2 separate regions of the Mus musculus genome follow, and region 2 is linked to region 1. Evidence: chromatin contacts called from public Hi-C data. All regions are on one chromosome and are shown on one strand. The core of a region is the stretch at or near the end of the contact, and the rest is flanking DNA. Distances in the headings are between cores, read along the strand shown.

The links. A called contact is a pair of places that touch in the nucleus more often than the background predicts.
Region 2: a Hi-C map of B cells shows a contact between it and region 1, with 7 read pairs. The contact joins the promoter of 1700031P21Rik here to the promoter of Brms1l in region 1. A contact is called at or near these places in 1 of 39 promoter capture datasets (pre-B cells) and 2 of 484 Hi-C or Micro-C datasets (B cells and CD4 T cells).

Annotation. Positions count from the first base shown.
Region 1 is chr12:55,833,511-55,838,777 of GRCm38.p6, forward strand. Brms1l (breast cancer metastasis-suppressor 1-like) reads left to right here and starts at 2,856. Exons shown (of 10, transcript NM_001037756.3): 1 at 2,856-3,135. The coding sequence starts at 2,994.
Region 2 is chr12:52,599,488-52,604,754 of GRCm38.p6, forward strand. 1700031P21Rik (RIKEN cDNA 1700031P21 gene) reads right to left here and starts at 2,835. Exons shown (of 3, transcript NR_045910.1): 1 at 2,693-2,835; 2 at 2,503-2,568; 3 at 497-591. It overlaps Gm35239 (a long non-coding RNA gene), which reads left to right and starts at 3,466. Exons shown (of 7, transcript XR_001780617.2): 1 at 3,466-5,267. It overlaps Gm23296 (a small nuclear RNA gene), which reads right to left and starts at 5,104; the gene lies at 4,998-5,104. LOC115488100 (a small nuclear RNA gene) reads left to right here and starts at 4,301; the gene lies at 4,301-4,407.

The DNA.
Region 1 (5,267 bases), core at 1,606-4,105:
TCTCTTGTACCCAGAACTCACTGGTTCAGCTGGCTAGATAGCCCAGAATTCTCTGTCCATTTCCTTAGCACTGTGATCCCATGTAGGCTGTTGTGCTGGCCTGGTCTTTACATGAATTCTGGTGTGAGGACTCCAGTTGTCATACTTTTGCAGCAAGACTTTACCTGCTGAGTTATCTTATGAGCCTATGACAAGAGTCTGAGACTTTGAAAGGAATTTAAAGTTAAGATCATAGAAACTTCTTATTTTATAACTGACCAGCGATTCTTCGTTTTTTTTTTTTTTTTTGGGGGGGGGGGTTCGAGACAGGGTTTCTCTGTGTAGCCCTGGCTGTCCTGGAACTCACTCTGTAGACCAGGCTAGCCTTGAACTCAGAAATCTGCCTGCCTCAAGCCTTCCAAGTACTGGGATTAAAGGCATGAGCCACCACGCCCGGCGAGATTCTATGTTTTGCCGAGTTTACTGCTGGGTTATTAAGAGAAGCGTGGCTTGAATCCATGCCTCTTCTCTCTTACTTCCTTATGTCTGAGCCTGGCCTCGAATTTGAGACAAATTTCTTGTCGCAGCCCCTGGAGTTGCTGCAATTACAGGTGTAAGCCACCAGGCTTGGCTCCTTCTGTTTACCTTTGAGCAGGAGAAGCAGAAAGCACCCACTTGAGGACCACTGTATGCCATGAGAGTGCCTGCAAGCTTTGAGGCCACACTACTTACATTCAAATCTGAGACCGGTTATTTATTACCTGTATGACCTTGGTGAGGTAGTTTAACTGCTCTGTGCCTCAGTTGTCTCCTCTGCAAAGTTAACTCTCAGATTTGTGTAGAGATTAAATGGACTGATTTACTTAAAGTACCTAGCAGTACAAGGCATAAGGGCGACCAGAAATCTCAGTACTATTTAGCACACATTCTCTGGTTACTGATAAAACAAAGATTAGCTGGGGCCAAGGACTTTTGCCAACAGCTGTTTTTATTTGATCTGCATTTAAGAAACAGAACCCCAAGGCCAGGAGTGGTAGTACAGGCCAATATCCCAGCTCTAAGGAAGATGAGGCCATGCTATGAACTCAAGGCCAGCAAGACTGTCTCAACAAACATGCTCACAACAACAAAAAACCCCACTTCATCTGAGGCAGTGTTTGTATCTTGACATTCTGTACAGAAGTCACAGTTTTAGTTTCTCTTGCAGATTTGGAAGGCCTGATATTGTTAGGCTAAAATTATCAGATCCTATCAACTGCCTGGTTGCAACATAGTAGCTGCCCCCACAGTAACTTTGCTTTGTCTTTTATTTTCATGCTTGATTAAAACAACCCTTGTTCTCAAGGAACTTGCAATCTTATAAGTGACCCACATTGGCTGAATATAGACTGCTAGGAAAAGAAGAAAAAAAGGACGGAGCATAGCCATCGTCTGGTGGAACATGAGCCATCGTCTGGTGGAACATGAGAGCGTCTGAAGTGTGGAAGATGGTGGTGATGGTGATGTTTGTATATGCTTGGCCCAGGAAGTGGCACTATTAGGAGGTGTGGCCTTGCTGCAGTAGGTGTTAGAGCAAGTGTGTCGTTGTGGGCATGGGCTTTAAGACCCTCATCCTAGCTCCCTGGGAGCCAGTCTGAATAAGATGATGTAGGACCCTCAGCTCCTCCGGATGCTGGCATGCTCCCGCCTTGATGGTAATGGACAGAACCTCTGAACCTGTAAGAAAATGAGCAAGCTGAGAAAGGAAAAATATTTAAAGGGACACCGGGAAGTAGAACAGAGCAAAATCTTTTGTTTTAGGAGATAACAGATCCCACTCAGCTAAATTTAAGTCTATGTGTGATGGAACATACCTTTAATCCCAGGAGACAGAGCCGTGCAGATCACTAAACTCAAGGTCAGCCTACTGAGCAAGTTCCAGGACAGCTAAGTTTCATTCTACTTCCTGGTGTCCCTTTAATACTTTAACCATATATTTTGTTGATAAAATGGACATAATACCGACTCCTACCTTAGGGCTATTAAACTAAAAATTGAACTCAGCAAATCCATGCAGTGAATTTACCAAGATAACCTGATAAAGAGTGAAAGTGATCGGTTATAAGTTACGATTATTATGGTAGTTATGGCATCGTCCTTGTCTGTGTAATCCTGTTTTTGAAAAAAAAAAAATGACATCTTTTTAAGTCAAATATTTATTTTTCACTGGAACCTGAAATTAAATCAATTTAATTTGGGTAGCTTCTTCCATTAAAAAAAAAAAAAAAAAGTAAGAACGCAAGATTGAAATACTAAGATAAAATTTCCTTCCCCTCTGTAGTTTTGGTTGTAAAAATTCCAAGAACAATGAAATTTTCTTTGTGAAAATTATTTCTTACACATACAATTCAATTTAATAGTTTACTAGCTGTACTAAAGGTACTACTAGTGTAGAAGAGACGATTCTGTAACCCTCCAGGCTCACAGAGTATGCAAAGACCCTTTCAGGCAAAGGATCTTTTCACATTCTTCTCACAGTTTGAGTAGCTAGGCAGATCAGATAACCACTTGGCGGGAAAAGGATAAGTACAGACCAAATCCGCACAATCTGTTTCTGTTTAGTTTATAAACTGCGTCCCAGTATGTCAGCTTTCCTGCCTTGTGGGACTTGAAGTCCGAAGTGAGAAGCGATTAAGGCAGCTGAATCTTAGAAACCCATAGCCCCTGAAGCTCTGAGGCCTAAGGACTACAATTCCCGACAGACAGCGGAAGGCCGCGCCGTAATCACCGGTAACCAATCGTTCGCTTGCAAGACAAGCCACGCCTCTAGCTCCGGGACAGCCTTGACCAATGGCAGAGCTCGCAGCGCAAGCCTGCGGGTTAGGTTGTGAGGCTGAGGCCGGGGGTGGGGAGGAGTCGAGGGTTTCGGATCCAGCTCGGTGGCCGGGTGGGTCGGGGCGTTCGGCGCGCCCTTCACCGAAGCGGCAGTGGCCGGGCTGGGAGCAGGAAGTGGGAAGCGACGGCGAGGTTGGAAAATGCCGGTCCATTCTCGAGGGGATAAGAAGGAGACGAATCATCACGATGAGATGGAGGTGGACTACGCGGAGAACGAGGGGAGCAGTTCCGAAGACGAGGACACCGAGAGCTCGTCGGTCTCGGAGGATGGGGACAGTTCAGGTGCGCTACCCAGCTGGGCGGGGATGCCGGGTCCCTTGCGCCGCGCGCGCGACAGGCCGCGGTGCTCACGCCGGGCGGTGCGTCCTGCTGCGAGCGCGGGGCGGGGAGATGGGGAAGGGGCGGGGACTGGCTCGGCGTCTGGCACCCGGAGCTGCGGGTCGCCGCGGGCTCCAGTTCTGGCTCTGGCTCCCGGTGGGCTGGGCGCCCGCAGGCTTTGAGGACCCGAGGCGATTCTGTGCACTGTGGGACCCGCCCTAGGGTCACCTGGCAGTACCCTGGGGCTACCGGCTCCGGAGTGGAATGTCCGGCTGGCTGGTCTGGAAGACTGCAAATGTCCCTTAGCTGACACCACCGACCTCTTTACTAGTAGTCTCAGCAACCTTTGTCAGCGTTTTTGTGGGGGCTGAGGATAAATTTGCCTTGGTCCTTGGCGGGCTTGCCACTCATCAACCTTAGCTTTCAGGTCAGCCTCTCACCAGTACTGTCATCAGAGGACTGACTTGGGAACTCTCAGGTTCATAATAGGTCCCAAAAGTTTTCAAGACGAAGAAGGGACCAGCCTGAGGGATCATTTGGAATCTTTGTCAGTTTTTAATCTGGAAGATGTGGGCAGTGTTGACATTCCCAGAATCTTCAAGCTTTGGTTATTTTGTAACTTTGGGCTGTTTCTAACCCCTTATAAGTCTTTTAATACTTTAATAAAATGAATGGAACTGATTTCCCGGATCTTCCTCTAACCATATGACAGACTGAGAATGGCTTTGTCTAACCCTGGTTTTGGCTGTGTAATGGGAAGCATTGATAACAGGTTAATGACTGTGGTATCACCTCACACCTTTTTTTTTTTCAGGTTTGTCTGTCAAAAAAGTATACTTGGAAGCATGTAATGCCGATAAGTCAGCCATCCAAAAGTAAATATTTATGAAGTTTTTACTCATAAATATTTATACTCATATACTCATTTATATACTCATACTCATTATACTCATAAATAAACATGAGGATAAATTTATAGTTATCTCCGTTGAAGAACAGTGTTTTGCTTACTCAGCAGGACAGTTGAACTCATGAATTCATGGTAGTTGTGACAGTGTGCACAAGACCTGGGCAGACTCAATCCAGACTAAAATCCCAGTATGGAGGGGTAGAGGTGGGCATGAAGTTCCACCACTAAGCAGAGGAGCTATGGACATTTGTTAGCAAGACCCTGGTAGGCACCCACGCATCAGGGCAGGGACTTAGGGGTGGATCTGGAGGAGTTGGGGAGCGGAAGTGAGTATGTTCAAATACATTGTATAACATTTTCAAAGAACTAATAAAAATATCTAAAACAAAACAAACCTGTTGTAAGTTACCACTTGATTAAGTTGCCAAATAAACAATTGAATGTAACAGAGTTAGGAACGGAGGAAAGACTCCAGATATATGTGTTCAGCACATTTAGTAGAGGAAAGGGCCACTGCCTTGTTTTGTGGAGTTTAGGTTGGGATAGTTAGGGTGGAAAGTTCATATAGGAGAAAGAATGTAAGAAGAAGTGCAAAGGCCAGAGTTCAGGGCTCATTGAAGAATGAGAAAAGCAGTTTGCTTGGGAGACCAAGAAGCCTGAAAAGGCAAAGAGTGCTGCAGCTGTGAGAGATTTCAGAGAAGGCAAAAACCAGACTCGAACTGTGCAAGTTTAGGAGTGAGGTAAGAGGAAGCCTAGACACAGGGAGAGGTGTGGGGAGCGTCAACGCTGACGGAGAAACAGAATATGGAAATGAAGAGAGAAGGGAAAGTATTTGAGCATATTGCTGTTCAGTATGTGTGCTATTTATGTAAGAATGTCCAAACTGACAGAAGAAATGTAGCATTGGGACATGCCTGGGATGAGGAAAAGAACTCTGGGGTCATCCGACTAGCCGGGGATGTGGGTGAGACTTCAAAGGTAGCCAGTTGACATGAAGTAGGGATTAAGAATCACGTTTATTAAAAAGAAAAAAAAAGAATCACGTTTATACTCTATACAGTTCTGGGCTCTAAAAAGTGTTTTGTGGTGGTTTTATTTTGTTGGTGGAGTATAGAGGGCAGGGTCTTGCTGTCAGGAGCAGAGCATTTTTATAGTCAAACATTCTTGGTTTCTTTTTTGTTTGTTT
Region 2 (5,267 bases), core at 1,585-4,084, 3.2 Mb before region 1:
TAATTGCATTTATTTATGTAGGATAGGTAGGATTTATGTATGTAGGATTTGGGGAATACCTGTGCCTTGTGTGAAAGTCAGAAATTGATTCTCTCCTCCCACCTTGTAGGTCTCAGAGAGAGCTCAGGTTGTCAGGCTCAGTGGCAAGTAAGCACCTTTACTTGCTGAGTCATCTCACTGGCACATGTGCATAGACTTTCATGAATAGACTCATGACACAAACCTCTCCCAGTTGTCTTCTTTTGTGTACCACACCTGTGAAACACATTCATTCTGTGCACATCAGCAACAGGCTTCTTCTTATGGCTGAATAGCATTCCATTGTATCCGTATGTCACAATCCATCTTTCCCCACATTATACAAATCTATGGATTTAAGTCTTAATTTCTCCTGTATAAATAGAAATTAGAAACTGGTGGGTCCCAATATGTTTCCCTCTGTAAGACTTCCCACTTTTTTTATTGCTGTGATAAAATACTCTGGCAAAAGTAATTTCAAGAGTCATTTATGTACACTTATAGTTCAAGGTACAGTTGATCATGGAAAGAAGTCTGGGCAACAGAAACTTGAAGTAGCTGGTCACATGACATCTACAATGAGGGGAGAGGGTGAGTGTTGGCTTGCAAGCGGTCAGTTCACATCAATATATATCACAACTAATATCAAGCTAATCCCACACAGGAACGTCAGATGTCCACCTTCCAGTGACTCCTGACTATGCCAAGGTGATAATTAGCATGAATCTTTGCACAGGAAAAGCTAAAGAGTTCTTCAAAAATGTATCAGCTCTCCTCTCTCCCTCCCTGACAGTGTCTACCCATCACCTAAGAGTGCTAGATGCTCTGCAGAGTCGCCTGATTTTGTTTATTCTTGAGTTTTGTCATTTTAGTACTGTGAGATGGTATTTAGCAGACATGAGCAATTTTCTGAGGATTAGCCTGTTGAATTTGTTTCCATTTTCAGGGGAGGCATTTATATATCTTTTTCTATTTTCCCTTTTTGTTTCATTGTGCTTTTCATTTGTTATACTTTTGCTAAATATTTGTCTAAACCTTTTGCCCATTTAGATTTATTTTCTCTTATGGGTATGAGTGTTTTGCCTGTATGTATGTCTGCCTGTGTTCCACAATGTGCCTGGTGCCTTCAGAAATTAGAAGAGGAGGTCAACTGCCTGGAACCGGGGTTTCAGATAACCATCTGTGAGCCATCAGGTGTTTGCTATGAATGAGCCTGGGTCCTCTGGAAAAGCAACCAGTGCTCTTAACTGCTGAGCCTTTTTTCCAGCCCCATCTTAATTTATTCTTGATACATTTCTGATGATGGGTTCTGATTATTCTCTTGAGATTTGTCTTGTATTACAGTTTGACTCTCTGTTGAACAGTTTGACTCTGTTTATGATAAAGACCAGTTTGACAAGTTTTTCAGAGATTCTACTTTCTGTATTCTATCTTAGAACTCTTTGTTCACCCTAAGGTTGCAAAAAATACTTTCCTATGTTTTCTTCTATAATCTCTATCTCAAGTTAATTTTTCACTTGAAAGAAAAGAAAACTAAATCTTACCCACATACTTTGGAGTCCTCAGAAGTACTGAAAATCAGTGAGATTGGTAAAGGCGCTTGCTATCCAGCCCAATGAATGAGGGTTTTATCCCTAGAACCTACTTGGTGGAAGGAGAAATCTAACTCCTGGCAAATTGTCCTCTGACCACAACACACATGCAAAGGAAATAAATAAACAATGCAATAAAAATATTAAAAGAAGTACTAAAACCCATTTAACCTCATGGGGATGTTGAGATAAAAATCATTAAATTAATGCTTGTTTACTGACCTAAACCTGAAGTTGGCTTGATTAAGCATTCATTCAGACATCTGAATGTTAGTTTATGGAAACAAAGGGAGGGGGAGGGGGAGAGGTGAGGTGAGAGGGAGGGACTGTGAGGAGAGGGAGGGAGGGAGGGTCTCAGAGGAGAGGAGAAAGGGGAAGTTGCAATCTAGATGGAAAGTAAATAAATACAAAATTATCATAAAAGGCAGGCTAATAGAAAGTTACACCAAAGCATTTTTAAAAAGCATCTAATTGGAAATTTTAATTCAATAGACCTGTCATTTTCACTCCTGTTTTTCCTGGGGGAAGAACAGTGTTTTATTACTTTTCAAAAGTTGTTAGAAAACAACCAACTTTCTTTTTTTTTTTTTTTGAGACAGGGTTTCTTTGAATAGCCCTGGTTGTCTTGGAACCCACTCTGTAGACCAGTCTGGCCTCGAACTCAGAAATTCGCCTGCCTCTGCCTCCCGAATGCTGGTATTAAAGGTGTGCGCCACCACCGCCCGGCTCTGCGTGACTTCATAACCCTTCTTTTTCTGCATATCAGAAAACCGGTGCCAATTAAACAAGTTTTAAAATTATTTTCTCATGCCAAGTTGGAGGAAAGATGGGAGGACGAGGAGAAGGGAAAAAAAAAAAAAAGAAACTCTAGTTAAATTAAGTAGTAACTTGCCTTGTCCTTCGGTAGTTCGTTTGTTAATGAATTGAGACAGTTTGTATAGGTGTTGTACAGGACTATCTTCTGAAACAAACAAAATCTATCTTACCACATTCTGTAATGTCTACTGGCAAAAGATCATCTCAGCTGGGCTTGTTGACCCACACCTGCTCATAAAGGGGCAGGGAGGTCAGGCGACCCTTACCTGAGTATCCACCCTACCTACTGTAGTACGCAATTTTATCCATAACTAGAAGTGGCCTCGCTGAGGGGAGGGGTAGAGTCTGTAACCTAGGAAGACTAAGGGAGTGGGGTGGCTGGGTGGAGAAGTCTTCATCCCGACTGGGTAAAGGCTTTCTAGGCGTAACTTGGGGGGATGAACACCCTGGCTCTGTGAGCAACTCCTCCTTTACGTCATAGAAGGAAGCTCAACTCACCATTCCCTCCGCAGAGTGTCCTTTGGAGGACTCTTCTGTTTGCTGCTGGAACAAGGATAGGCCTTGTCTGTCTGCTCAAGAGAAGGAATTTTAGCTGACTAGCCTAGGCTGGGCTTGTATTCACTATGTAGGGAAATCTGCCCTTGAACTTCTAGTTCTTCTCTGTTTCCCACCCAAGTACTGGGATTACAGGCAGGTGCCACACCACAGCCGACTAATGGTGATAATTATAAGCACACAGGAAAACCTTTGCCCAGACTTCATTCTGAGAAATACTGAAACCACACCAAACTAGCAGTTTCTGACCTTTGTCCCTCATTTTACAGCCCACAAAGCTATGACTTGAACAGCTAAGACTTCGCTGTTATTTAAAATTACAACAAATATTTCCTCCAAGTAGGTATGTTTTACACATTTGTATCATAACAGGGCTAACATGTCATTTAATATACAGGAAAAGGAACGGAAGTACAAGAGTGACTCTGCTATTATTCTACTCCAAAGTGAGCAGTGTAAATCCTTAAATTTCCCTCTCAGGCCAAGTAGGTGGGCTTCCGCCCTTGCATCTGTGTTCCGGATGTTTGGTTACCAGGCAACGTCTAGCGCCTGCCAGACACCTGTGAAGGGGTGCGGCCCCTGGTCCCCGAGCCTCGGTCCTGGACCTAATCGGCGCCTGCGCAAAATGTGCACAGGCAGGCGTTACCTGCGACCGGCCACCCGCAGAGAGTGGACGGGCGTGGCCGCCCAGTCAAACTCGCGGGTCCAGGCCGGGCAGCGCCTGCTGGGAACAGACTGTACCCCAGGCTCTAGAGGACCTCCCCAAGCTTTTGCTGCGTTCCTAGAGTATGGTGCCCATAGTTCTGGGACCGAGTAGGCTATGCTGGGGAGGGGTCACCTGGCGGGTTGGGCATACTTCAACAGGCATTGGACTAGTGGAACATAGGTAACAAGTGTCCTGTTTTAGTGTGTGGGGGGAGTAGGTGATCGAGTCAGGGCCCTGGTCACTTAGCTGCCACACATTTCTCAAGCTCCCACACAGACGTAGGAGAACAGCGAGCCTCCCAGCGTGCCGGATAGCGGACTGCTTAGAGAACTCACTCCCCTCCCCAGGCCTCTAGAGGAAGGCTCTTACCCAACATGCACCAGGAGCTAATTTGCATAACCCCAAGGTAAACCACACGGACCCACGCCGCCAGCGTGATCCCCACTAAGCAGCAGGGGTTCATGAGCATAGCTACACAGTTTCACTGAAAAAACTTTTTCTTTGTTCCCGGGTTTACTGGGAGGCTAGGAGAAAAACGCGGGTCAAAGTCACCCTAACTTAAAAAGTCAGGAATTCTTCGTCCTTATATAGTCCACGGCTAGACACTACGATCGTGCTCGCTTCGGCAGCACATATACTAAAATTGGAACGATACAGAGAAGATTAGCATGGCCCCTGCGCAAGGATGACACGCAAATTCGTGAAGCGTTCCATATTTTGGCTCTGCTTACTATGAACAGGTCATTGGACCAAATTCCAAACAATAACTTTTGACTTCTCCCTCACAGCGTCTCCAAGTCAACCCAGCGCGTCATTCTTAAATCCTATCCTAGCTTTTTACTACTGTATCTGGCCCCTAGTGCTTGTTTTCATCAACTAAAATCTGCTGTTATTAAATTTGGGGAATGCATCATTGGCCAGTGTTTCTTCCAGGCTACATGCAGAGGGGCGCCTAGTGAGACAGATCCTAATGGCAGGCTGTTTTTTAGCTGTTACACACACTCGGGTCTACAAGCCGGAAGAGAATGAACTAGCGACGCTCCTGCTGTTTCCCTATTAGGGCTCATCAATTCATCAATGTAAATTAAAAAAAAAAAAGATTAATAAAGAAATTCATAAACTAAAAAGTCTTCTAAGAGAAAAATGTCATTATTCCCGGGGTGCTTGGGGTTTAGTATTACCTACCTGTTACCGCGAAACTCCATCTTATAAAGATATATACAAAGTTGCCAGCATTGTAAACTAGAATCTCAGTTTACACCCAATGTACTTTATTTAACACTACAGAGAGATAACAAAAATCGAGGTTGCAAAATATGGAACGCTTCACGAATTTGCGTGTCATCCTTGCGCAGGGGCCATGCTAATCTTCTCTGTATCGTTCCAATTTTAGTATATGTGCTGCCGAAGCGAGCACGATCTTAAGGCCTAACCGTGGACTATATAAGGACTCAGAAAATCAGATTCTTTAACTTAGGGTGATTTTAGTGCTTACGATCCTCGAACTCCTCCGTGCACCCTAAAACGAAGGAGAAATTTTTCAGCAGAACTGTGTGGCTAGACTCTTGAAATCCCCCTGC